Regions from separate parts of the Gossypium hirsutum genome. Here all the other regions are linked to region 2. Evidence: chromatin contacts called from public Hi-C data. All regions are on one chromosome and are shown on one strand. Each heading gives the region's core, a stretch centred on a gene start, on an enhancer-like site or on the middle of the called end of the contact. The rest is flanking DNA. Distances are from core to core; before and after follow the strand shown.

Region 1 (3,403 bases), core at 610-3,109, 110 kb before region 2:
GTGAAACAATATATTACCTTACTATCATCAACAAGCTCCACCAACTGAGGTGTTTTCTTCAAGTTGAGGTCTGCCAACAGTTGTATCTAAAACAGCATAGTTTTTTAGCAAGACTGGCCTATGCCATTGTAAGTATCAAGGTTGCAAAGTTTTAATTGCTTTGGATTAGACAATAATTTGAGAGATCAAGTTACCTTTATAATTTGAGAAATCAATCCAAGCACAAGATGTCTCTGTAAAAGGAACCCGAGATGATATCATTCTCGCTAATCATTTTCAAAGTATATACTTTAAATAATTTCAGTAAGAGGTGATCAAACAAAACATGTTCTGGAAAGTAAAGTTTCAGAGTGGAACAGGAATGAAGCAAGAATAAGAAAGGGTTTCGATTTTGGTTTAGCATTAATAAACAGATAAATGGTCTACCTAGTCCAGGCCAAATATGAGAAGCAATGATCTTCCCAACACCAATCATTGTATTGAAAAATAGTTAAGAAGTGAAAAGAATAGCATTAAAGATTGTCACATTGGCCACAGCTCTGGGAATAACAAAAACAACAAAAGCAATGAAGCATGCTTTAAAAATAATGCTTTTATCCAACATGTCTTTCTTAAACTCAAGTGAAAATCCAACCATCAAATAAACTAGTTCAGCAATGCAACAGACCAACAGTATAAGTATACGCATACCCTTCCTTCAATGAAATCTTGTGTTCCTATATTGACTACAGTGCAGCCAATAGCCTTGGCAGAGTTGAGACATAGTGTATGGTTTTCATTTCTTTCCCATGGATTGAGCAGTCTCTTAGTATTAATAGCCCTTTCATCAATGGTACCCGGAACTGCTACATTTATCAGTTTGCTGCATTTATTTTGTATAAAAGCTTCAAAAAAAATCTTCTCCCGCTGGCATAAAAACAACAAATCTAATAGTTTTAAAAAGGTAGAAAGAAGGATTTACCAAAGAAGAACTCCATCTTTAACAATCTCAAATAGATCATTTGAGGACGGATCGATGGGTAAGTATTTGTTTAAGAACCCATCTTGAGCGAGATAATTATTGATATGGGCAACGTAGGATGCCTTTTCGGATTCGCTTATGGTGTGAAGCAGAGTAGTTGTAGCTGCCTTGAGGAATGCTGATGAGTTCTTTGCTGGATTTCCTGTTCTAGAGCTTGCATGTGCATGAAGTTTCAGATGAACCTATCCACACAAAACACAGTGATTGATAATCCACTTTCCAGGAAATTTTGAAAAAAAAAAGGTTTTCTGAAAAGTTACTTCTGAAACAACAATCCAAATTCAAATTTTCATAAACTTGAACTTTAAGAAAAAAAAAATATATTAACGATAAAAAAAAGGGATTGGAACACCAAAAACAACAACAACAAACCTTCAAAAAGGACTCGAAATCGACCTCATCGTTGAAGTTAGGATACAAAGCAGCGATAAAATCTGTAGTTTCTTGGTCACTCAGATTCTCTCCCACAGCTTTCAATCTGGACATTCTGGATGCTAAGTCTCCCAGCGTTAGTTTCCCGCTCTCTCTTCGCATACTAGTAAACTACCAAAAAACAAAGTGTTAGTAACTGCGATCAAAAAAGAAGGAGAAAAATGAAAGAATCGTTGAGTTACATGAGATTTTAAGCTACGAAGTTCGACTTGAGTGAACTGGTTTTGCAGGCATGCATCTGAGACCAAAATGCCTACGTAACCAGACATCTTTGTTTTTATTTAGATCAGAATCTAATGACAAATTTTTATGTTTGGCCTGAGTTTGTGAAGAAGGAGAAGAGAAGTGGGAGTTGTAGCTGGTATTGGCAAGAGCAACACTGCTTCTGACAATTCATATTATGACCATTCTGTCCCCTTTTTTATTTTCTTTTAGGATAAAGTATGTCTATAGTACTTGTACTTTTTAAAAATTAGGAATTTACTCCTTGTACTTGTATTTCTAGAAATTTAGTTCCTCTACCATTTAGATTTCAAAATTCATATACAACTATTATCACTCTCTGTTTTCTTATATAAAAAAAGAATCACTCACTTGTTACCCATGTAAGTAAAAAAAATGTTGTAATTAACCTGAATTTAACCAAAAAAAAAAGAGTTAACAGTATTAACAGTTAGATGAATTTTGAAAATCTAAAAAATAAAGAGATTAAATTCGTGAAAATACAAGAACTGGGACTAAATTTCTAATTTTTAAAAAGTACAGAAACTATATGCATATTTTAACCGTTCTTTTATTTATTCAAATGAATAGTAACTGTGGGCCTTTGCCCTTCGAACCACTCGGAGTTGGAAGGATGGATATTGGGTCCATTACGCCTTCCCTTTTCTGTTTTTAGAATTCAAATTGAATGTCTATTTCGCCCACCATCTCTAACTGTTGGTTCATATTTTAAATAACAGGTAATTCGTGTCTCCATTGTTAGGGGATTTAAGAAAAATGTCTAAGCCAGTTTAAATTTTAAAACCTTGCCGAGTGTGATTTTTACTAAGGTCACATAATTCGTGAGGGCGGTTTATAGTGTACGGAGTGCAAAGAGATATTAAATTAAGGTTCATCCATACTATGGACTGTGAGGAAAGCCATTAAGATTAGTAATTTGAGAAGGTTAAGGCGGCACATGGATAAAGTTCTAGTATCTAGTTTCTTGTTTATCCCATTCATCTTGGAGGAGAGGGAGAGCAATTTGAGTGGGCCTTTATCTCATGATTACTTTCTTGTAGAGTTTAATCTCATGGTTCATATAAGGTGTGAGTCGAATGTGACTTTCTTGAGGTTGGCAAGCCTAGAAGTTGAGATCATTAAATGAGATTGAACATGATGTAATGGTTATCCTAGAGGACATTATGGCTATACCTCTCCCATATCTGTAATGGTGTGAGCTTCATTCCTAAGGTGTTAAGAGATATTTTAATATAAGGATATGATATTTGTCCCCTTAGTTAAAAAGAAATTTATAAAGTGAGTTTCTATGAGACTATCAGTAGGGGAATAAGGTGGCATCTCTTTAGTGAAGACAGAGGCTATTGTTGTTCGAGATATTAATGTTAGGGTTCCATGATTACTTGTACAGTACTTTCAAGTTTTCAAAACTACACTTTTAATAAGCATAGTTGCTTGCTTTGACGTGGTGTCGTTTAACTAACCAATAATTACACAGCTTCTAAAAGTTTCCTATTGTTATATCCCTACCTTAATTTGGACTCGGTTGAACCCTCTATTGGTATTGTTACCTTGGCTTCACATTCAATGTGGACTAAAGGAATGTTCTCTTTGAGAACCTTGGTTGTGTGGGTTGGAGCACTCTTAGTGTTATATCTTGGTTGTGTAGGTTGAAATGCACATTTGTGCAATGATTATATAAATACTTGGTGGAGTTGGATGAAATTC
Region 2 (3,489 bases), core at 170-2,669:
ATATGGCATGTACCTAGGTTTCAGAGTCAGTTTTATATTGATATGGTCAAATTGAATTCATGATTGGCAATGTAGTTTAATTTTAGTGCAATGTAGTTTATACTTATATGAAATTGATATACGTGGATGGAAATGGTTTAAATGATTTGACATGTGGAAATTGTCATATGTATTAAAGTTGGGATAATGAATTTGTGTAATGTATATGTATAGATGATACTAAAGGCTAGAATTAAGTATTTGGGAATGGTATTCTTTACTGAAATGGTACAATTGTGGTATTGGTTTGTTTATATAGGTGATGCAATTTGGTACCATTTGAACCATTTTGAAACAAGCGGTCATGTCGTGACGTTGAGCTCTTTTCATCATGACAAGAAATCACCAGTGAGTTACGTTGCGACGAGGAACTGTCGAAGCCACAACGTCAACCTGATATTTTACAAACTTTACAATTTGGTCTTAATTCGACATCGGGTTAGCAAAAGAGCTTTTGTAAGCTTGTGTAAGACTTGAAAATGATAGAAAATCATATTGAGATTAATTAAAATTGTTAATAGCATATATAAAAGGGCAAATTGAATCGTAGTTGCTCCAACAACCAATGTGGCATCCCGTAGTTCGAATTCGGCGATCGAGTTGGGTATGGAGTGTTATAAGTTCTCTATTTTGCTTTTCTATTTGATTAGATATTTTATCTCTCTTGATATTTTCTCTTTATTTTTCACTTTTATTAGATTATTTTAGAATAGGTTAAATTTTGATATCAGTTACTATACTTTGCAAAAGTTGTGGATTTAGTCCTTATACTTTTATTTGATCAATTTTAGTCCATTTACTTTTCGAATTGGTCACTTTTAGTCCTGACCCAAAGAGTAAAAATTAAATTCGTTTCGTTAAATTCAATTACTAGTCTTGTACTGCATGTACAGTTGTAGATTTAGTTCATTTTCTTCAATTAGATCATTCTAAGTTCCTATACTTTTCGAATTTTGAAATTTGAGCCTTGACACAAATGACAATCATTAATCCATTAACTGGACTTTTAGTGAGTAATATGTAGAAATAATATGCTAACATGACATTACACATATGATAATATATTCGTCACATCAGATTTGAAAATAAACATAACTTTACTTAATAAATTTAAAGTTATTATTTGCTGGGGACTGAAATTTTAAAATTTGAAAAGTATAGGGACTAAAAAGACCAACTAAAAATATAGAAATTAAATCAACAACTTTTACAAAATACAAGGACTAATAGCATAATTTAAGCTTTAGAATAAAATTCTTATTGTTAGATTTTAAAACAGGTAAAAGATCTAGAGTTTGACCCAAATAAGTGGACTGAGATAGATCCTGTTTGGGCCTAAAGGCAGATTTGCCCACTATTTCTTTTCATGGCCACTAGCAAAACGATGGAGTTTTGAGCCGTCCTAAAAGTGGAACTGAGAATCGTAAGAAGATCAATTGGAACCGTGTTTCATCTTTTATTCAATTTGATTTACGTGTTAATTCGGATAGTAATATGTTTGGTTCGGTTAGACTTTCCATGGCTTAAGTTTTTTTCTTAAAGTTCAATTTAATACCTATACTTTCTTTTTTCCATTTTAATGCCTGAATTTGGCAACTAAAAGCAGGAAATTTAGGCCATTTTTTTTCTCAATTTGAGAAATATTTTTGATTGGAGACCAAAATTATATTTTAAATTTTTGAGAAACCAAAATATAATTTAATCATGTATTAATTTTATCATTTTTGAGGGGCTAAACATTTTTTTTTAATTTTTGGGGGCAAACTATAATTGTACAATATATATATCAAGTTTTAATTTAATCACTTAAGAGGGAACTATATTATAATCCTTTCATTTTTTGGAAGGAGGGACATGTTCGCCTCCAGTAATTGAGATCTCTGAATTTAGATTTAATCAATATTTGATGGCATAATTCTTTTTTTACATTGTGCCACACTATCACTTGAATTTTTTTTTTTTAAAAATCAGATAATATCATCATTTTTTTATTTTCTAAATTGAATGACTAAAATAGACCTAATTACTAAATTAAAATACCAAAATGAAAAAAAAAACATAAATATCAAAACTCTTTTACATTAACCTTCTAGTTTATAAGTTAAACAATTATTCAAATCCAACCAAAAAGTATTTTTATTTCGGAATTAAAAAAAGTTAAAATACAATAAAATTTTAATTTAGAAGGGATGGATATTTGATTTTAAATAGTATTCAATTATACATTTGTGGTAACGAAAAAAAAACTTTCTTCAATAATTAGATTTAATTTTCTATATCATTTTTTGTAAAGCCATCGGAATGATATTTAAGCATTCGCCAATTCAAGTTTTGGCAACACAGGAGATGAAAGTGGTTGACTAAATAATTAAAGATGAAGTGCCTTTCTTGGGATCCAAGCATTCATGATTAGCAAGCTGAAATGAATGTTAAACAGCCTAATGTCTTTCTTTCCCTATTCATTCACATGTAAATAATCTAGGCCTTGATTCCATTATATGTGCGAAAATCTGGGGAATGGGACAAGCAAAAAAGGTGATGGCAGATTTAACAGTATATACCAGCCCTGAAAAGATGAATAGGAATGTTGTTTGAAATCTTCCCTTCTGCAAAACAAAACAGGGCATCGTATCTCGAAACAATACAAGACAAATTATGGGGAATAAAGAAATAAACCCATAGCTGTATTTTATGGAACCTTTGACTCCTTTTTCTTTCTATTTTCTTTTCTTTTATTTATTCATTTTTATTTTAGCCATTGAACTATTTAAAATTTTTTATTTAAGTTATAAGATTCTTAAAATTGATGCTATCTATTTTTCTCTGTTCACACTACTTACACCAATCAATAGCTTTTTTTACCCTTCCCTTCTATAGTTTAATTTTTTTTCAATAAACAACTTTAGATATCATAAATCTCTCAACCGAAATTCAAACTGTTTTTTTCTTTAATCTCTAACACTAGCTGTCAAATCGACTTATATCTAAGCTATGTTCTTCTACTTATCGATGGGTACTAATCCACTGTATTAATTATCAAATCATTACATAGAACTCGCTGACAGAACTTTTTTTAAAAGAAAAAAAAATTAATAGCATAGTGACTTAAATAAAAACTTTTGAATAGTTCATTGATTTGGACGAAAATTTTAAAATAATTTAGTAATCAAATTGTAACTTGTTTTAGTTAAGTGACCAAAATGAAAATTTACGAGTAACAGTATAATTACCCTTAAATGAAAGAAAAAATATATAAAATTAAAAGTTTTGTGAAATTATAAAATAAAAGATGGATAATCCAGATTGAGTGTGAAGCAAAATAAAAACAGCATTTTTTTAGTATTTTAATAATTTGGGATTAAAAAGAAATTGGATACTCATCTTACTGGAATGAAACAAAAAACAAAACCCAAAGCGGTTACATTACGTGAAAATCATTATTGACTTGTG
Region 3 (3,297 bases), core at 415-2,914, 86 kb before region 2:
CTGTTGGTTACTAGAAGCAGTCCTAAGCTGCTGTTACTTTCTAAGTCCTACATCAAGGAAAAGGACTAGAAAGAAGGGGGATGGCACCTTCAGCTAGTCTCAATTGATGCTATAAATCTCTGTAACAAGAGCCAAATAACCACAATGACAAGTATTATAAGTTGGCAACACCGCTAACACAATATTTTAATTGGTCTTGGATACAGACAAGATCAGGCAGATAGTAGAGCAGTACATGGAATACGCGATCAAGTTCAATTATTCTTCAAATCATGTTTGACAAACTCATGCTGAAATTCTTATTTTCAATAAACATTATAGTCATCTTACATCTTAAAATACACAATGAAAAGACATGAAAAAATATTTACAGTTCAAAAAACCAATTTTGGCATGTGATATAGCTTGCTCTTGGAGCCTGGTTAATTTATAACAAAGTCAAAAGTAAATAAAGCTTCATTTTTATACAGCATCCAAGTGAACAGCGAACAAATTCGAAACCTGAACTACTGCATCTAAAAGCTTACAACATCTATTTTGCAAAAGAGGTATTCTACACTTGAACCTTAAAAAATGTGACCAATGCACAATTAAAGTTGCTCTACCTTATCATCTTGGTCCTTTTCAGCAACTTGGATCATGTAATCTAGAGCCATCATGAACCCTGATTCCATTTCGTCAACCCTTTTCCCAATTACTCCTTGTGCAGCTAACTCAACTGCTACCTCCTCAGATGCCTCATCCATGTTCATATCTTCCAACTGAACCAACCATGCATATCAGATAGTCAAGACAGAGATGCAATTCGCTAATCACTACAGTCTTTGTGAAGATTGAAGAAGAGGGATTCAACTTTCTAAAGAATGATTCACAGAAAAGCCTGATCTGAAAATAAAAATTGGTTTATAATAGGATGCAAACAATACAAATATAAGTCACAGAGATGCTAGCTACTGCCTGGTACATAAAACAGGCAGCTAAAGTCCTAAGTCACAATTCAACTACTGTTGCAGCTTAATTGTGGGGTCTGTAGACATGTCTTGAAAGTTTTCATAAGCATATTAAAACTGCCAACTAGTGGTGTAAATTTGTGGGTATTAATGCCCTTAAAACCAGTATCCACCACAAATAAATTCAAGCATCCTTCAAAAGACAACCTCTTTAAAGGATAGCAGTAAGGAAAGAAGAATGGAGAGCTTACAAGGGTAATAATTTCTTCAAGAACAGAAATGACTTGGTCTCCTCCTTTGAGTAAAGCATCATACTGAGAAGAATCTAAGTTCTGACTGCCTTGAAGTTGCTGGGTCTGGGTTTTATAAGTTCGTTCAAGTTCTTCATCAGGATAGCCTCCACCAACTTCATAGCTGGAGGACACGCGGCAGAAGAATTGCTGCTTCGTTACCTTGAGTTGTTTTATTTGGCAATGGAAGTGGGGGGTAGAGAAGCTAAAGGGGACTGAGGTGGGGAAGAAGAGCGAAGGAAGATTTGGAGCGGAACAACTAGGGAAGGAGAAGAAGACACTGCTCTTCAACATTTTCTATCGTGGGGGGAAGGGGTTTGGGTTTTGGAGAAATACCAGAGGACAAAAAATAAAATAATACATATCCTAATTCAGGTTCTTATAAAAAGGTCAAATAAAATTATGAAAACAAAACGCCGTCTGTGGGAATCGAACCCACGACCACATGGTTAAAAGCCATGCGCTCTACCGGCTGAGCTAAGACGGCGTTGGGTTCTGAACGCATTTACACAAGTAACAGAAAGATAAATATGAATGTAAAGTCGTTTGGAAAGCGAAGAAACAAAAAGGGTCCATTGTTTTATAAGAACTCTCACTTTTTTCTTTTTTGTGTACAAGGGCAAAAAGTAAAGCACAAAAGCAGTACAATTAGTGCCATGGGATATTAGAACAACTAAGTATCGTTCTCTGTATAAGAAAGTCCATTGAGTGGTAACTTGTCTATATATGTAATCGGATATGCGTTTAAAGGGTGCAAATGTTTCCCATAAGTACTTTATCTTCCTATGCATCGTAGGCTGCCTAGCGATAATTGACATTTTGTGGGTAATTTGGAGAGATTCCAATTTCATCAGGAGGTGTTGTAAGAGGATAAATTTGTCGTGAAATTTGGAGTCCCTACGTAGGCACGTACTCATGATGGATGAGGTTGAAATTTCTGACCCTTCCAAGAAAGCTCATAGTTTGATTGACTAGAAAACATATGCCATCGTAGCATCTATTTCTATTCAATGAAGGTTCATCCTCAATGATTAGATAGTCTTTAGAAAGTCACCTAATAATTAGATTTGGTAGTAATTACTTATAATTATATTATAATTAGTAGGTTTTATTGAATTGGTTGTAATTGGAACACTTTAATTACACTCTTCAATTCTTAGAGAATTGTTGAGAATTGGGGTAATTAGGTAGGTAAATTATAAGCAAATATCATTACTTTATAATTTTTCAAATACACATGCATAATTTAAATTTAAGAAATTATTTTTATTTAAATTTTTGTAAAAAAAACATTTTATACTATAATAATATATTTTAATTTTAGAACATATATTTTATATTAAAATATAATTATATATCTATTATTGGATAAAAAAAGTTTTTCCATGAAACACGTCAAGCCAAATATTTCAATCAAATTTTGATCTAATAGCAAATTAAGTTTATGAAGACTATATTATAACATCTATATTATTTTTGTATGAAGACGTATATGAAAATTCTACAATAAAAGTTATAAAATCTTTATACACTTCATAAAATCCTTCTTATAAAGGCTATATACTCTTAGAGGACACATTGTTCATGGATTTAAAAGTGATGATGGTGCAAGTTTTTGGAGTAAATTTTCTCAAAATGATATGATAGATGATATATTGAATAGTGTTCATAAATTAGAAGACACAATTTTATATGATATGACGGAGTTTTCGATCATAATATAAGCTACAAAAAAGTGAATTAAGGTAATCAATAGAAAGGGAAAAGAATGTTTAATGGAATATCCGATTTTGAAATCTTATTTGAAAAGAAATAGGATTTCTATTGGAAGCAACCTGGCTAAATTCGTTGATAGATAGACAACAATTGTTTGAGGAACAAAGAGACTACAAGAACCTAAAAACACTTCTGCAGAAAAGTTAATGCCTTTATAATGCAATTAGAATTGGGTGATAAATGGATTTTAAGAGCTACTGATATTCTAGTATGTGAGGGAAGAAAAAAAAGGATGCTTCAATATCTTGGTTTACTATGGGTGATGTTAGGGAATAATCTAA

The links. A called contact is a pair of places that touch in the nucleus more often than the background predicts.
Region 1: a contact with region 2 is called in a Hi-C map of leaf, with 2.4 times the contacts expected there. The contact joins the promoter of LOC107954657 here to the enhancer-like site in region 2.
Region 3: a contact with region 2 is called in a Hi-C map of leaf, with 1.8 times the contacts expected there. The contact joins the promoter of LOC107954656 here to the enhancer-like site in region 2. A contact is called at or near these places in 14 of 34 Hi-C or Micro-C datasets (callus, fibers, hypocotyl and 3 more).

The regions. Positions count from the first base shown.
Region 1 is chrD07:33,038,437-33,041,839 of Gossypium_hirsutum_v2.1, reverse strand. LOC107954657 (fimbrin-2) reads right to left here and starts at 1,859. Exons shown (of 14, transcript XM_016890281.2): 1 at 1,636-1,859; 2 at 1,394-1,564; 3 at 962-1,203; 4 at 691-862; 5 at 195-233; 6 at 18-86. The coding sequence starts at 1,722.
Region 2 is chrD07:32,929,596-32,933,084 of Gossypium_hirsutum_v2.1, reverse strand. No RefSeq gene overlaps it. Among protein-coding and RNA genes, the nearest start is that of LOC107954655, 5.6 kb to the left of the region's middle. Within about 2 kb of position 1,419, at least 1 of the 9 cell types and tissues checked has an H3K27ac peak or open chromatin away from gene starts, as enhancers often do. A contact at or near this core is called in leaf, where this site is marked.
Region 3 is chrD07:33,015,598-33,018,894 of Gossypium_hirsutum_v2.1, reverse strand. LOC107954656 (protein PEP-RELATED DEVELOPMENT ARRESTED 1, chloroplastic) reads right to left here and starts at 1,664. Exons shown (of 8, transcript XM_016890280.2): 1 at 1,202-1,664; 2 at 606-761. The coding sequence starts at 1,534. It overlaps TRNAK-UUU (transfer RNA lysine (anticodon UUU)), which reads right to left and starts at 1,727; the gene lies at 1,655-1,727.